2 separate regions of the Arachis hypogaea genome follow, and region 1 is linked to region 2. The links are chromatin contacts, called in public Hi-C maps. All regions are on one chromosome and are shown on one strand. Each heading gives the region's core, a stretch centred on a gene start, on an enhancer-like site or on the middle of the called end of the contact. The rest is flanking DNA. Distances are from core to core; before and after follow the strand shown. Region 1 holds the start of LOC112733092 (callose synthase 5). Region 2 holds the start of LOC112733084 (probable hexosyltransferase MUCI70).

The links. A called contact is a pair of places that touch in the nucleus more often than the background predicts.
Region 1: a Hi-C map of an unstated tissue shows a contact between it and region 2, with 5 times the contacts expected there. The contact joins the promoter of LOC112733092 here to the promoter of LOC112733084 in region 2. A contact is called at or near these places in 2 of 8 Hi-C or Micro-C datasets (leaf and an unstated tissue).

Annotation. Positions count from the first base shown.
Region 1 is chr13:123,344,614-123,351,862 of arahy.Tifrunner.gnm2.J5K5, reverse strand. LOC112733092 (callose synthase 5) reads right to left here and starts at 2,581. Exons shown (of 42, transcript XM_072210856.1): 1 at 2,416-2,581; 2 at 2,206-2,306. The coding sequence starts at 2,581. LOC112733091 (probable inactive ATP-dependent zinc metalloprotease FTSHI 2, chloroplastic) reads right to left here. Exons shown (of 15, transcript XM_025781958.2): 8 at 7,179-7,249; 9 at 6,884-7,024; 10 at 6,639-6,797; 11 at 6,444-6,529; 12 at 6,255-6,333; 13 at 6,027-6,149; 14 at 5,880-5,936; 15 at 5,418-5,789. The coding sequence ends at 5,613.
Region 2 is chr13:123,152,185-123,158,686 of arahy.Tifrunner.gnm2.J5K5, reverse strand. It overlaps LOC112733084 (probable hexosyltransferase MUCI70), which reads left to right and starts at 4,282. Exons shown (of 9, transcript XM_025781952.3): 1 at 4,282-4,777; 2 at 5,457-5,555.

The DNA.
Region 1 (7,249 bases), core at 1,332-3,831, 190 kb before region 2:
AATGTAATTATTCTTTTAAAATAAGATGTCATGAATATATAGTGCGCAACATTTGCACCCATAATAATAGGCTGGGTCGTCAAACTTATGGTGGCTAACCGTGGCTAAGTGCTGACAGGTCTGACGACACCTGACCACATGGTTGTACTCCGTTAGCTTAATCACAAGCACTTATGGGTAATTACTAATTAGGCTGTTTTCAGGTGCGGTAAATTTGGCGTCATTATCGCAGCCTCGCAGGGCATAGTTGAAATTGTAGGCCGAAAACGATGTGTACATGGTCTGAGCTCAGGTGGAAACGGATAATAAAATCCAGAAGAGTGAAAATGAATTTTTTAACCCAAAAAATGATTTGTTGGGTAGGATGAAAACCATATAAGGAGGAGAATAAATCCAATAAAAATTAATATTAGTCCAAGTTGGTAGGGTTAGGACAATAAAACCCCGTGCTAATGAATTCTCCGAGGCATAACAAAAAAATAAAATAAAATAAAAATAAGCACTTATGAATCGGTGGCTTTGAACGGTGGAAGCTACTAAGAATATTGTTAGTTTTATCATGAATATGTTGTTTGAGTAATGCCATATTATGTTATGTGTTCTCGGAATTAAAAGAAAGGTGTTAAACTTGTAAGTTGTAATTGGAAAATATGGTGGGATAGAGATCTCAACTTAAAATGGCAAGTTTAATCTTACGTTATGAATGGTGACTTATTGGTGAGTCTTGTGAGGGTGGATTAGAGGATTGACAAATTAATAAGATAAATAGGAGAAGGTAGTTTGTTGATGGTTGGTACACATAGTCCACAAATATAGTAGATACGACTTTCTCTCAAGTCTCAACCATGGCAATAAGGAGGGGTGGAAATAGCGTCTATGACTTCTCTCCAGATCTTACTCCGGCAATAAACGACGGCGGACGGCCGGTAAATACCGTCTGGTGCCGTCGAAATTCACGAATCAACCTCAGTTATGAGTTAACCGACTCCGTCCGTTGCGACGATTTGCTAGATTCATCTACCGTACCATTGTTATCTCCAATCTTTGACAATTTTTTCTTCCTCAAACTCTAATTGTAATTTCTCTAATTTTTTATTTATCTCCAACAATTTCTTCCTCAATCAAAATTCAATTTCCTCTACTAGCCCTTGTCCACTGTTATAGTAGCATGTGAAATTTACCGTACTTAGCTAATTAACCGGTCAATTTAATTACATACATCAAAATGTCATCTTTTTCTGCATGTCACGTCATTCGACCACCATAGCCACGATAAAACCATGGCCACCGCCCATTAGAGACGACAACATAATAATAATAATAATAATAATAATAATAATAATAATAATAATATAAGTAAAAGTATATAATAAACATAATATTAATAAATTTATTAAGAATTTTATTTTAATAAAAATATAATAAGTATATTAAAATTTTAAATTTTAATTATTTTTTAAATTAATTAATAATTCTAATATAATCAAATTTTAGAACGCGTATTAGTTAAATAATAATAATAATAATAATAATAATAATAATAATAATAATAATAATAATAATTACAAAAACCTCTCATCTACGAGATTTTAGTTGAAAATTTATCACCACAGCCGTGAAAATTTGGGCGAGAGGAAGATCACCAGTAGACCATTATTAATCACTAATAGAATAAACTTTTTTTTCCAATTAGAGAAAGGTAAAAGTTTTTTTTATACGGTAATATTAGAGAGATAGTAACTTAAAACAACAATAAAAATGCAACAAAGTTACTGAAAGTAGAGAACAACGCACAATTTAATCTAAGAAAAATAAAGATAAAGATAGATAATAAAAATATTAAACAATATGAACAATAAATATATTAGATGTTTAATTCATTAGCTGTACAGATAGTTATTCTAATATTAAGATTTAAGTTGATAATTTAGAGGTGTAATAAATTTTTATTTTATTAAGCCAATTTTAAAATTCATTGTTTATATTGTTCATAAAAGTTATTGTCTATCCATCAAAGTCCATATCTAATATTGAACATGCATGAACTTCTTGCATGAAGGGAGATTAGAGCATTATCATGTGCTGTGTTTGTTTCACGCACGGTATATATACTCACACTCAGGCTTCAGCAGTCCTCATTCACGCATGAAATACATAATGCAGAGTTAGTTGAGAAAATCGAAACAAATGAAACTACAGGCTTACCCTCTCTAATCGCTGCAGCAGCAGCGTCTTGAACTGCCTAACGCCACGGCCGGTGGAGGTCTGATCCAGCCTGTGCGCTTTCTCGAAGGCATAGAACCTACCTGCAATTATCATTACGCGCTCAGCAACATTAATTTGCACATCATATTTCAAAATTCAATAACACAAAATCACTATTATTATTATTATAATGATCGATCCGTTACGTACATAGATAGGCAACCCTGGGACGCTCGGCTTCGATCTCGTTGGCGACACGGAGAATGGGAGAAATGGAGGCGAGTGCGGACGGCACCACTTCGTTGTCGAAAACCTCCATGTTGAAGGTGGTGGAGGCACTCCTTGAACCCCGCCTCACCAACGTGGGCGGCGGCATTACTCCGTCTAGTTGTGACATTCTTCTTTACGTACGTGACTCGCTCTGTCTATACCGTATAGATATCTCTCTCTATTCCGTATCCTCTTCTTCCTGCAGTTCTCACTCAACCACTCAGTTAATTAATTCGCTTCTCCAACACAAAATCCAAGTTAAATTAACAATCTCTAGCTAGATACGATCTAGGAAAATTCAACTCCGATCCTCGTATGTAAAATCAAATTAAACACAAATTATTATCCTTCAATAATAGGAATGAGACTCATATATCAATCAATATGCATTATATTGCAGGAAATGGTTACTATACCGTCCAAGAACGTGAGAATGTTTGAATATGTTTATAAAATCTTGGATTGATTATTGTAGAAATTCACACGTTATTGTTCGTACCTGTGATCAAAGGTAAGGGATCGGAGAATCACATTGTGGATTTTGGATGATGGTAGGGTCTCTGTATGCGCATTATATATTTTGAAGCGAGATTCAAGACGCAAGAACAGAAATCCGAAAGGAAGAGAAAAGAGGAAATATAAACTGCAAGAAGCAGAAATATAGAGGTGAGTATAGAGAGAAGTGCGGTGAGATAGATGTGAGAGTGAGAACGATTGGAAGATAGAGCACCGTTTCCGGAGGTGAAGGGTAAGAGAGAGAGAAGAGTGTGAGAGAGTGAGTGAGCGCGCGTTGACAAGAGTTTGAACCCTTCGAAGTCTTAGGGAAGGACTTAAATTTCAATGGAAATCCGTTTTCCTCTTAAGACGCCAACCCATCCCACGTTCGGTTATTCAGTTATTCTTCACGTCACAAGTCACTCTTTTCTCGAATATTATTCGTGAAAAAATTCAGCATCTTTTAGTATTTTTAATAAATAAATTTTATTCATTCCTTTGTATAAACTTTAAAAATTATAGATATAAATGGTATTGATTTATATATACAAAATTTTGATAAATATAAACAAAATTATATATTTTTGTATGTAAAATATTTATAAATATGAGTATAAATTATTATTAATTAAGTATTAATTAAAATTGATAATTTTTACTGATCATGTAGTATTATTGTTCTTTATTTATTTACTAAAAATATTAGAGAATCATTAAAATTTATTATTTTTAATTATTATTTAATTATTAATATTTAAAAATATAAGATAAAATATATTATTAGATTATTAGACTAAAAAATCTATACTAAAAGAAGGTGTGGTTAAGAAAATGTTTACATTCTTAAAAATTTTTACACACCAAAATCTTTATTATGTTATTTTATAATGTAAGATTTTCAGGAATTTAAAAACTACACTTCCTAAAAGAATGAAGGTATTGACTAAATAATAACAAAAAAAATAAATTTTGATAATTTTTTTAATATTTATTATTTATTTATATATAAATTATATAAAATTGCTATGCATTCAAATATTTTTTCATTTAAGTTTATTTAAATAGGTCCAACTCCAACAAAAATCACTCTCATTAAAAGAACGTTATTACTCACGCTTCTTCTTCTTCTTGTTTCAAATTCATGCTTACGTTCTTCTTCTTTTAAATTCACGTAGATTCTTTTTCTTCTTCTCTTTGTTATCGTCATCACTAACAACACCAATATTTTGTTAACATCTTTATTGATTCTGATTTTTTCTAGTGCCATCATTACATAATTGCAGTTCATTTTTTAGTTTATTTTAATTCATTTGTGTGTTAATTTCAGTTCACTTGTGTGTTAATTTCAGTTCACTTGTGAATAAAAAATTTAGTCAATACTTATCAGTAGTATCAAGTGAACTGACATACAAATGAACTGAGAATTAACACACAAATAAGCTTAAATAAATTAAAAAATGAACCGGAATTATTTAATAATGGCAGTAGAGAAAATCAGAACTAATAAAAACATTTGCAAAATATTGATGTTATTGGTCATGACTATAAAGAAGAAGAAAGAAGAGGAGAAAAAGAAAAAAAAAAAAATTTGCGTGTGCAAACTTAGAAGAAAAAAAAATTTGCGTGTGTTTCGTTGGAAGAAAAAGAAAAAGAAAGAGAAGGAGAAGAATAACGGAGAAAAAAGAACTTACTTAAATTTGAAAGGAAAAAAAATATTAAAAGAAGGAAAAAGATAAGAAAAAAAAAAACGAAAAAAAAAACCGTAACTTAAAAAGTTGTTACAACAAATTAACAAATTGAACGAAAAAGTTTATTCTAAATTATAAACTTTCAGTCATGCAATATGCACCGCTATCGTTTGGACTCGTCCGTGTGACTTTAATCTTTTTTGTATATATTTTGGTTCACCAATTACCAACAAAGAGAAATTCTAGTTAGTAAACCCTTTTTTTATATTAAAAATGTTATCTTTCAGCATGAGTTTAAATTTTAATAAATTAATTAGTCAGATTTATGTACTTTAATCACTTTTAAATAATAAATTTTAAAATTAATTATTTTTATGAATGTAGTAATATATAACTAAATATTCATACACATTCTTTTACAATAATAATTTATAAAAAATCAAATTTATATTTAAAATATTAATTATATCCAAAATTTGTGTTCACATTATTCATTTTTATTATTATTATTGTTTTTTTTCACCATTACCACTTACCACCATCCATTACAATCATTAAAATGCAATAAATAAATTAATGAAGTGTTGATTTCAGATAAAAATAAAAAAGTGTTGGCTTTTGTAACTTTGGATTCCGAGCCGCCCAAAACTCCCAGCACTAAGAAAAATCCGCTCAAGTTACTAACACGGCCAGAAATAATGAGCTTTGAATTAATTATTAATTATATTCTATGGATTTAACTAGTATTCTAAGAGTATATTTTAAAAATATAATAAAAAAATTTTAATATTTTTTATGTATTTAATACATTAAAAATTTAATTTTTAACATAATTTTTATAAAATAATTTTTTTTATATAACGTACAATAAATATGACTATAAAGTAAACTAGTCTAAAAATTGGTTGTGCCATTTCTTAAGAGTTGCTCTTCAAAGCTGTCTGGTTTTCATCATTACGAAGTTGTTGGAATTCTCTGCTTGGCAGCTCTAAGGTCAAGAATGCTGGGAGGCATTGGTTTTATGGAGCCATGCAAGTCCACCAGATGAAAGAAGTCCTGTTTTGTTATGTTTTTCTTCTCAACAAGTTCATTCACCACTGCATCCATCAGCACTTTATTTTCATGTAGGATCTGTTTATGCAAAAACAAAGCAAGCTCGCTCTTATTAATCAACAAGAAATGAAATGAACTTGTTGAAATTGTTCATCAATCACAGCATACCTCTTTTGCGCGTTCATAACACAAGTTCACAATCCGCATTGCTTCCAAGTCAATGTCCTGACAACGAAATGCAACAAAGTGTGTTATTTCAATAATGTGGTTGCAATGAGAAAATTGAAGTTGAGACTTGAGAGAGAGAACCCATACGTTTATCCGGTCTGCCACCCAGAAATTGGTAATTCCGTGGTACTTCTCTGAAAGCCCACCAAGAACAAATATCCTTGCTGCGGACCTCGCATTGTCTGCAGTTTCGGCCCATATCGTACTCAACTGAAATATTATAAAACAAGTTAAAACAGCAACCAAAAAGAACCAATGAAGCAAATAAAAAGGACTGAGGAAACTTGAGGAAAGCAAGTAAGAATTTTATCTTACTTGACCACTCCCAAACCAAATTTCATCAGCTGCACGGGGAGCTAGTTGAACAGTAATATGATCCAGGGCAGATTGTCGACTGCATGACATTAGTAGTTATAAATTAGAGAAACAATGAAAGGCTCTAAACACAATTCTGTAATAGTGCAATGTAATGCAGTTTAATTGATCTAAGCAAAGAATCCATACGTGAGCATTCCTTCGTTAAATTTGATAGGATCCATCTTCACCCGCACATAACCCAATTCCCTACCAGCTCTGGGAGCAATTGTGACCTGCATCAACAGCAACATAAAGCTAAAATGTCAATTTTTTCCACCAACAATCAATCAGATAAGGTGAGATTATGTCAATTACAAAATGGATATAGTGTAAATTCCATACAAACTCGATATTTTTAAGATCAGGAAAGTTCACAGCTACGACAGCCATTGCAGCCTCATTAATAGCTACTTGCTTCCAAGTCTCCATGCTTCTCTCCTTTTTATCCAGCATTCCTCTTTCTTCCATTTGTGCAGCTTGTAACAAGTCATCAGTAGTAATCTGCCACAGTGAAATGCAGTAAATAAAAGTATGCAAGCTACAATTGGTGGTCTGACTATTAAATCTTTTTCAATAGGAGATATTACCTCAGTCCTTGAATCCCTCATCATGTTGATGGCAGCAACCTCAACTATGTTAGCAAGCTCTGCACCAACCATGCCATCAGTCATACTAGCAACAGCAAAATAGTCCACATCTTCTGCCATTGGCTTTTTACGAGCATGGACCTATCAAAGTATCACAAGGAAGGGAAAGGAAGAAAGATTAGTCTAAAATCACAATAGCCAAGTTTTGAAAGGATAACCATAAACAGTATTGTATACTTGAGAAAACTGAAGCCTGAAGCCGAAAACCACAGATGTAACATAGTAGAGGAGCAACCTTTAGAATTTCTATGCGACCAATGAGGCCAGGCTTGGGAATAAATATTTTTCGATCAAACCGACCAGGTC
Region 2 (6,502 bases), core at 3,033-5,532:
TTAGTCAAATATGTTAACTTTTTTTTTTAAATTTCAGGTAATAATGTGAGAATGTTAATTTAATATTATTTTTATACCGTACTCTCAATAATTTTATTTTTATAAGACTTTTTTAGGCATCCAACATTCATAATTTTATTAATACTTATGAATATTTTTTTTAATTTATCTTTTTTAATGGGATCAATTAATCTATATTATAAAAAAAGTTACAATAAAATATAATATATGAGAATTATAATTATAAATTTTACATAGTCGAAAAAAAATAAAAAATTTTAACCGAAACAAAAATAAAGTATAATAAAATATAAAATGAGAACTCACGTAAATAAAAAACAATAAAAATTTTATAACACCAACAATATATATCATATAAATAAAAAAATATAATAAAAGATAAAAAAAATTTATATGAACTATATCAAATAAAAAATAAAATAAACTTCGCATAAGATATAAACACAGTGCATAAAAGAGAAAAAAAATAGAATTCATATAAATAAGAAATAATAAAAATACCATAAAAAAAAGTAATAACATATCTGAGGACTGAGGGATTAGAACACTGAAAAAATAATATAAAAAAAAGTCAATGATAAAAAATAAGTAAAAAATAAAAAAGAACAAAGTCAAATAAAAATAAAAAAGACACTTTACATATTAAACATAAAGAACAGTAAATAATAAAAAAAATTCATATGAACTAAAAAATAATAAGAAATAAAAATATAAAAGGGAGTACTATACATTTTATAATATTAAACAAAAAAATATTTTATAATTTATTTTAGTGTCATTAGTACTTTTTAATTTAGTATCATTTATATAAATAAAAAATAATAAAAGTATCATAAAAATTAATAAAAATAAAAATTTATATCAACAATAGTTGTCATATAAATAAAAAAAACAATAAAAATATAACAATAGAAAATTAAAAAAATAACATCAGAATACTAAAAAATAATATGAAAAATATTTATCATATAAATAAAAAATATAATAAAAAATATAATAAAAAATATAAAATCAAAATATGAAAGAAAGAATTAAAAATAATAAAAAAAATTAAAATCTTTATCTTAGCAGTAATGAAAATAAATCTAAAAAAAAAACTATAAGGAAGAACATACAGAGAACTAATGGTGAAATGAGGAAGAACATACAGAGAACTAATGGTAAAATGATGTGGTTATGTGTATCCTTTTTATAGATGAAATGAAGGGTACAGTTGGTAGATATGGAATAAATTCCTTACCTAATTCCTCCAACGGTAATTAATTTTCTTAACGTGAACGCAGAAACTTGAATTTGTAGCTTCACGTGAACGTACGTTCAGAGGTGAAAGCACTTCTGGGTTAGGGGTTCCAAAAAGTTGCCAAACATCATATTGGAACGTTCAAGACGCTCAAACGTGCTTTTCTATTCCTCAACGTGATCCCCAAACACACCCTTAGTAGTTTGTTTAATTTGAAATTAAGGTTCATTTGTTAACACTAATATCGAATTAATAATTTCTAATTTTTTTTATAATATATCCATTTTAGACAGGTAATAAAAATTAACCCGTTACATTACTTGCACTACACAGTATCCAACTATATTTTATGTCACACAGGCTATATTCATCGAACGAATGTTAGAACACAAATCTTTCTACAATTCTAGTGAGATCACTGTACCTCAGATTTCTAAGTTTCGTATCGTGGAACCGTCTGACCTGCCACAACAGAGGAAAGGCTCGTAAGTAATATTATTTTAAAAATTTTTTGTACTATCATGTCTATTAAGTTTGCTATGTACGAATCATGTGTTCGGTTAAACTGATGAAGTAGTATAATTACACATTTAACTAAACAGTAATGACTGCGGTATCTGGGTTGCTCAATGGATGAAAGAGTACGGGTGGACTGATGATTTTGGCATCACGGTAACCAAATTTATTCATTTTCTAAATTTTTTTATTATTATTAGTAAAAAATGTAATATATATATATATATATATATATATATATATATATATATTATTCTAATTGCTCCGTACGTTTTAAAATTATTAGGTCTCTGATAGTGATAGGACGAGGTTAGCAATCGACTTGGTTAGCAAAGAATTCAATACGAAGAAGTTAGAAGTTATGGATAAGGCACATGCATACATGAAAGATATACTACAAAAATAGTCACGACTGCAAAAGGATATATAGTTTTTTTCCATCGCATTTTATATTTGCCGAGACACGTCATGTTTTGTTATGCATTTTTTAGCTTAAGTGATTCTTTTATTGTAGGATATTTTGTTCTCTAATCGAACCTAATTGTTGAGTCATTTGATGTTTATCTCTGTGCTTAATAAAAGAGCTAATATCATTTAATTTTAATTTTTAGCTTTTAAAATAAATCAAAAGATATAACTTTTATGCATTACATAATTTAAAAGATACTTATTATATAGCTATCTAATAGTATTCTGAACTTAAAGTAACTGTTGTTTCTGGGTAGTAATCAAATGACGATCATGCTAATAAGAAGATTCACATTCGATTATGAAAATCAATCTCATCCCGAAGATATGATATCATTTTTTATAAAAATGTAAAACCAAGCAATAAAGTATAGTTTAATTAATGTGTATATTGAAATAAATGTTAATTGTATATGGTAGCAGCCACACGTGGAATTGCAATGGCTGGATTTTGTCTCAATGTATTATATTACACTGCGACTTAAATATATAAATTTTTAGTTAAAAAACTTACTTTTATGTGCTGCTTTTTATTAACTTAGTTCGAAATAATAAATTTTGATATTGTTTTATAGGATTACTGACATCAAATTTTTATAATTGGGCCAAAAATTATAAATGCTTTGTGTCTTAATTTTTCCAGCAAAGCTTCAACAACTCATAAAAGTTAACAGCATAGATGGTTGTAGATTATAGTGATAGACGAGGGTAAAAGTTGCGATGATAATACGTGGTGATAATTCATAATGATCGGGTGAAGAGAAGGTAGCAGGAGAAGAAAAAAAAAACAAGAAAGAAGGCCAATGTAATTTAATAGTCAATAATAGGTATATGTACAGATATTAGTATATAGTAAGAGAAATAATATTGTTTAATATGGTGAAGGGATATTACAAAAATGTAAATTAATGTTTTAAAAAAATAATAAAAACAAAGATAATTTAAAAAATTAAATATAAAATTTAAAAAATATTTTTCACCAATTGATATTATGTATGAATATAAAGAGTATTTTGAATATAAATTTTTATCTCTACTTCAAATTAGATACTATTAAAAATAGATAAGTAAAGTTAATAACGTTTATAAATAGTTAATTGTTTATAATTTTTATAAATCTTTAATTGAATTTTGTTATAGATAATAACAACATAATAAATTTGTTTAATATCTTATTTAATTTAAATTTATAAATTTTATACGATATAAATTAAAAAACTTTAATACATTTTTTTTAATGTTTCTATTTTTAATGTTTAAATTATTATATCCAATTTATATGATTAAAATTAAAATTAGAAAAGTTAATCTTTTAAAAAGCTACTGAATATATTAAATAATATTTAAGCAGGTCAGTACACTAAACTTGAGTAGTGTTCCATCTAATTTAGAATCATTGTGCATTACAAAAAATATTTTATTTTACCGCTATTATTTAACATGATTTTTTATAAATTCCTGCAATATTGATAAGAGAAGTCCTTTTTTCTTTTTCATTGTTCGGAATTCAATTTACATGATTTTCTATTTTTAGTATGCAGGAGTTTTATAAACCCCCTTTAAAAAAAATTTAATATTGGATAAATAGCCGCTTCTTTCAACTTTTTCCAAAATTTGGCGCAAAATGAAAACTTAAACCCGCCCAAACCAAAACATTCTTCTCAATCCTTCCCTAAATCCATCGTCTATGCTTCTCACCAGAATCTCTGTTTTGCTGAGCTTGTGTTTCCTAAACCCATCATCTATCCTTCTCTAAACCCATCTTCTCGTTAGAAACTCTGTTCGTTGGCTGCTGCTGTTACTAGTTGCGTTGCTGACGCTCTTACTCGCTATTCGCCTGTTGCCACCAATGTTTTGAAAACCGGACCGCACTGGTTTGTCGAACCGGTTCAACTGAGAACCGGCCATGTAAACGGTCTGGTTTAGTATGTAAAACCGTTCATTTAAAACCGCTCGAGAACCACTAAACCGGCCGGTAACCGGTCGGTCAGACTGGACCGGATGCCGGCCGGTTTACAAAAACGACGTCGTTTCCTTTGCTGAATGGGAAAAGATTGCACGCGTTATCCACTATCCCCCACTTCTCCAAGTCTCCAACTCCTTCCTGCAGCAAATGCCCTAGCCTCCACCAAAGAAAGCAAACCCTAGCAGCCTCCACCAATCGTTGTCGCCGTCTGTCGGAGTGGGAGATTGCTGCCGTCGTCCGTCGCAATCAAGAACTACCGTCTTCGTGCTCTCGGGCCTCTCGCCGGATCCTCCGCGTCGTGTGCTCGCATCTCGCCTCTCTCCTCTGTGCTCGGCTGCTCGCGCCTCCCTCCGCCAGTGAGTGCTCGAGCTGTGCGCGTTGGTTGCTGCTCGTCGTCCGTGGTTGTCTCTGCTTGATTCTGCCTCCCAGTGTCACTCGAGTCTCGTCTCAGTCACTGGCATCTCGTGGTTCGCCTGTCTCGTCGCCGGCGGCAGAAGCAACTCGTGGGTTTGTCCCTTGCGTCGTCGCCTTCCGCCGGGTGGTCGCTGACTCGCCGTCGACCGTTGGTGAGTCCCTGCACCATCTCTTCCTTGTTCTCTCTTCTCCAGATTTCCCTTCTCCCTGTATATTTGCATGTTGCTGAAAAAATTGCTAATCAATAAATTTGCCTTGTTGCTGATCTAAATGTTGCTGTAAACTTGAATAATAGATTTGTTAATTTTGTTAATTTTGTTGCTGTAACTTGAATTTGTTGCTGAATTTGTGGCTTCCCAGTCACAGAATCATAACAGAATGCTCAGTCAGTGCTTGGTTGAATTGGCTTTGCTCACTGATTGTATTTGATGATAGATTTTAAATTGATAACTTTTAAATTTTAAATTTGCACTGCCCATGTAACTGATTCACTGTTCCTTCAGTGCTTTTTGTTGTTGTTAATCATTGTGATGAGCTGTGTTAAAATTGGGTTGAAAAATGTTAATCTTTCTTCATTTTTCATTGTTCTTATTAAAAAAATTGCAATTGGTGATCTTTTGATTTATTATATGCTTCATGTTTTTAATTTCACTCTGCTTTTAGGCTTTGAAATCAGTTTATGATAACTGTGATCCAATTATTTAGTTGGATAACTGATGTAATTATTGAGTTTAAGAGATTGAGTTTTTCTGTTCTCATTATTAGTGAGACATGGATAGTTTAGAATTTTCTATTTCTTTCCCTTACTTCTGAAGTTCGTTATTTCAAAAGGTTCAGTGTTGGCTCCAACTTTCAAATGGGAATTAGGAGCTGGTGAAGATAACAACATCTTCTGGAACTGAGTCTGTTGTTTCACTGCCTGATGGGAAAGTAAGATATGATCTAAAATTACAATAGTACACAGTGATGTTTTTTCCATTTGGCTGGACTCAGTGAGACAACTGGGAAATATTCTTGTTTGGTCTGATTAACTAACTTCAATATTTAACCTTGTAAATCATATCTTGTACAATTCAGACAACCTTGTTAATCATATCTTGTACAATTCAGACAAAAGCAGGGCCTATTTTGGTTGCCATAAATTCCTTCAGGAAAGTTCCTCTGCATGGTAATGATTATATTAATGATTATATTAAAGCCTACAAGCATAAAAGAATTAAAAGAGCCTGTTTTGTTTTACTTTTTGACTCAATTACGTTATGGTAATATTGGCTATCTTTAACTTGTGCACTGCAATTATTTTGCATATTTTGCATATTTTGATGATTAATTACATTTAGTTGGTGATAGTTTGTATAGGGTTTTAAATTTGAAAGATATTTTATTATGTTTATTTATAATTTACTTATTATTTTATCATGGAACGGTTTTTCCGGTTGAACCACGGTTGGACTGGTTGGACTAGTAAACTAGTGAACCAGTAACTAGAGCGGTTTGATGACCGATCCGGTTTTCAGAACCTTGGTTGCCACACTTCCGGCCTTCTTCCTTTGTCTTTATCTATCCTTGACCACTAAGCCACGACCCACCGCACCCCTCGTTAACTGCCACTGCTTCCTGTGCGTCAACCCTCCTTGCACAGCCACTGCCAGCGTCATCCTGGCAACCTCTATTGCGCCACCGCATTGATCCCCTCTGCTCATTGCAACTGCTAGCTGCTCCAATTCTGAGTTCAACTAGCATCCCCCTCTCCCTATAACTCATCTTGTCAATTCGCACCAGGGTTCATTTTCTTTTTTCTGATCTTGTAGTTGATGAAGTTTCTATGTTTCTATGTTAATTCTGATTTTGTTGTTCGGATTTAGTTTGCATTTAAT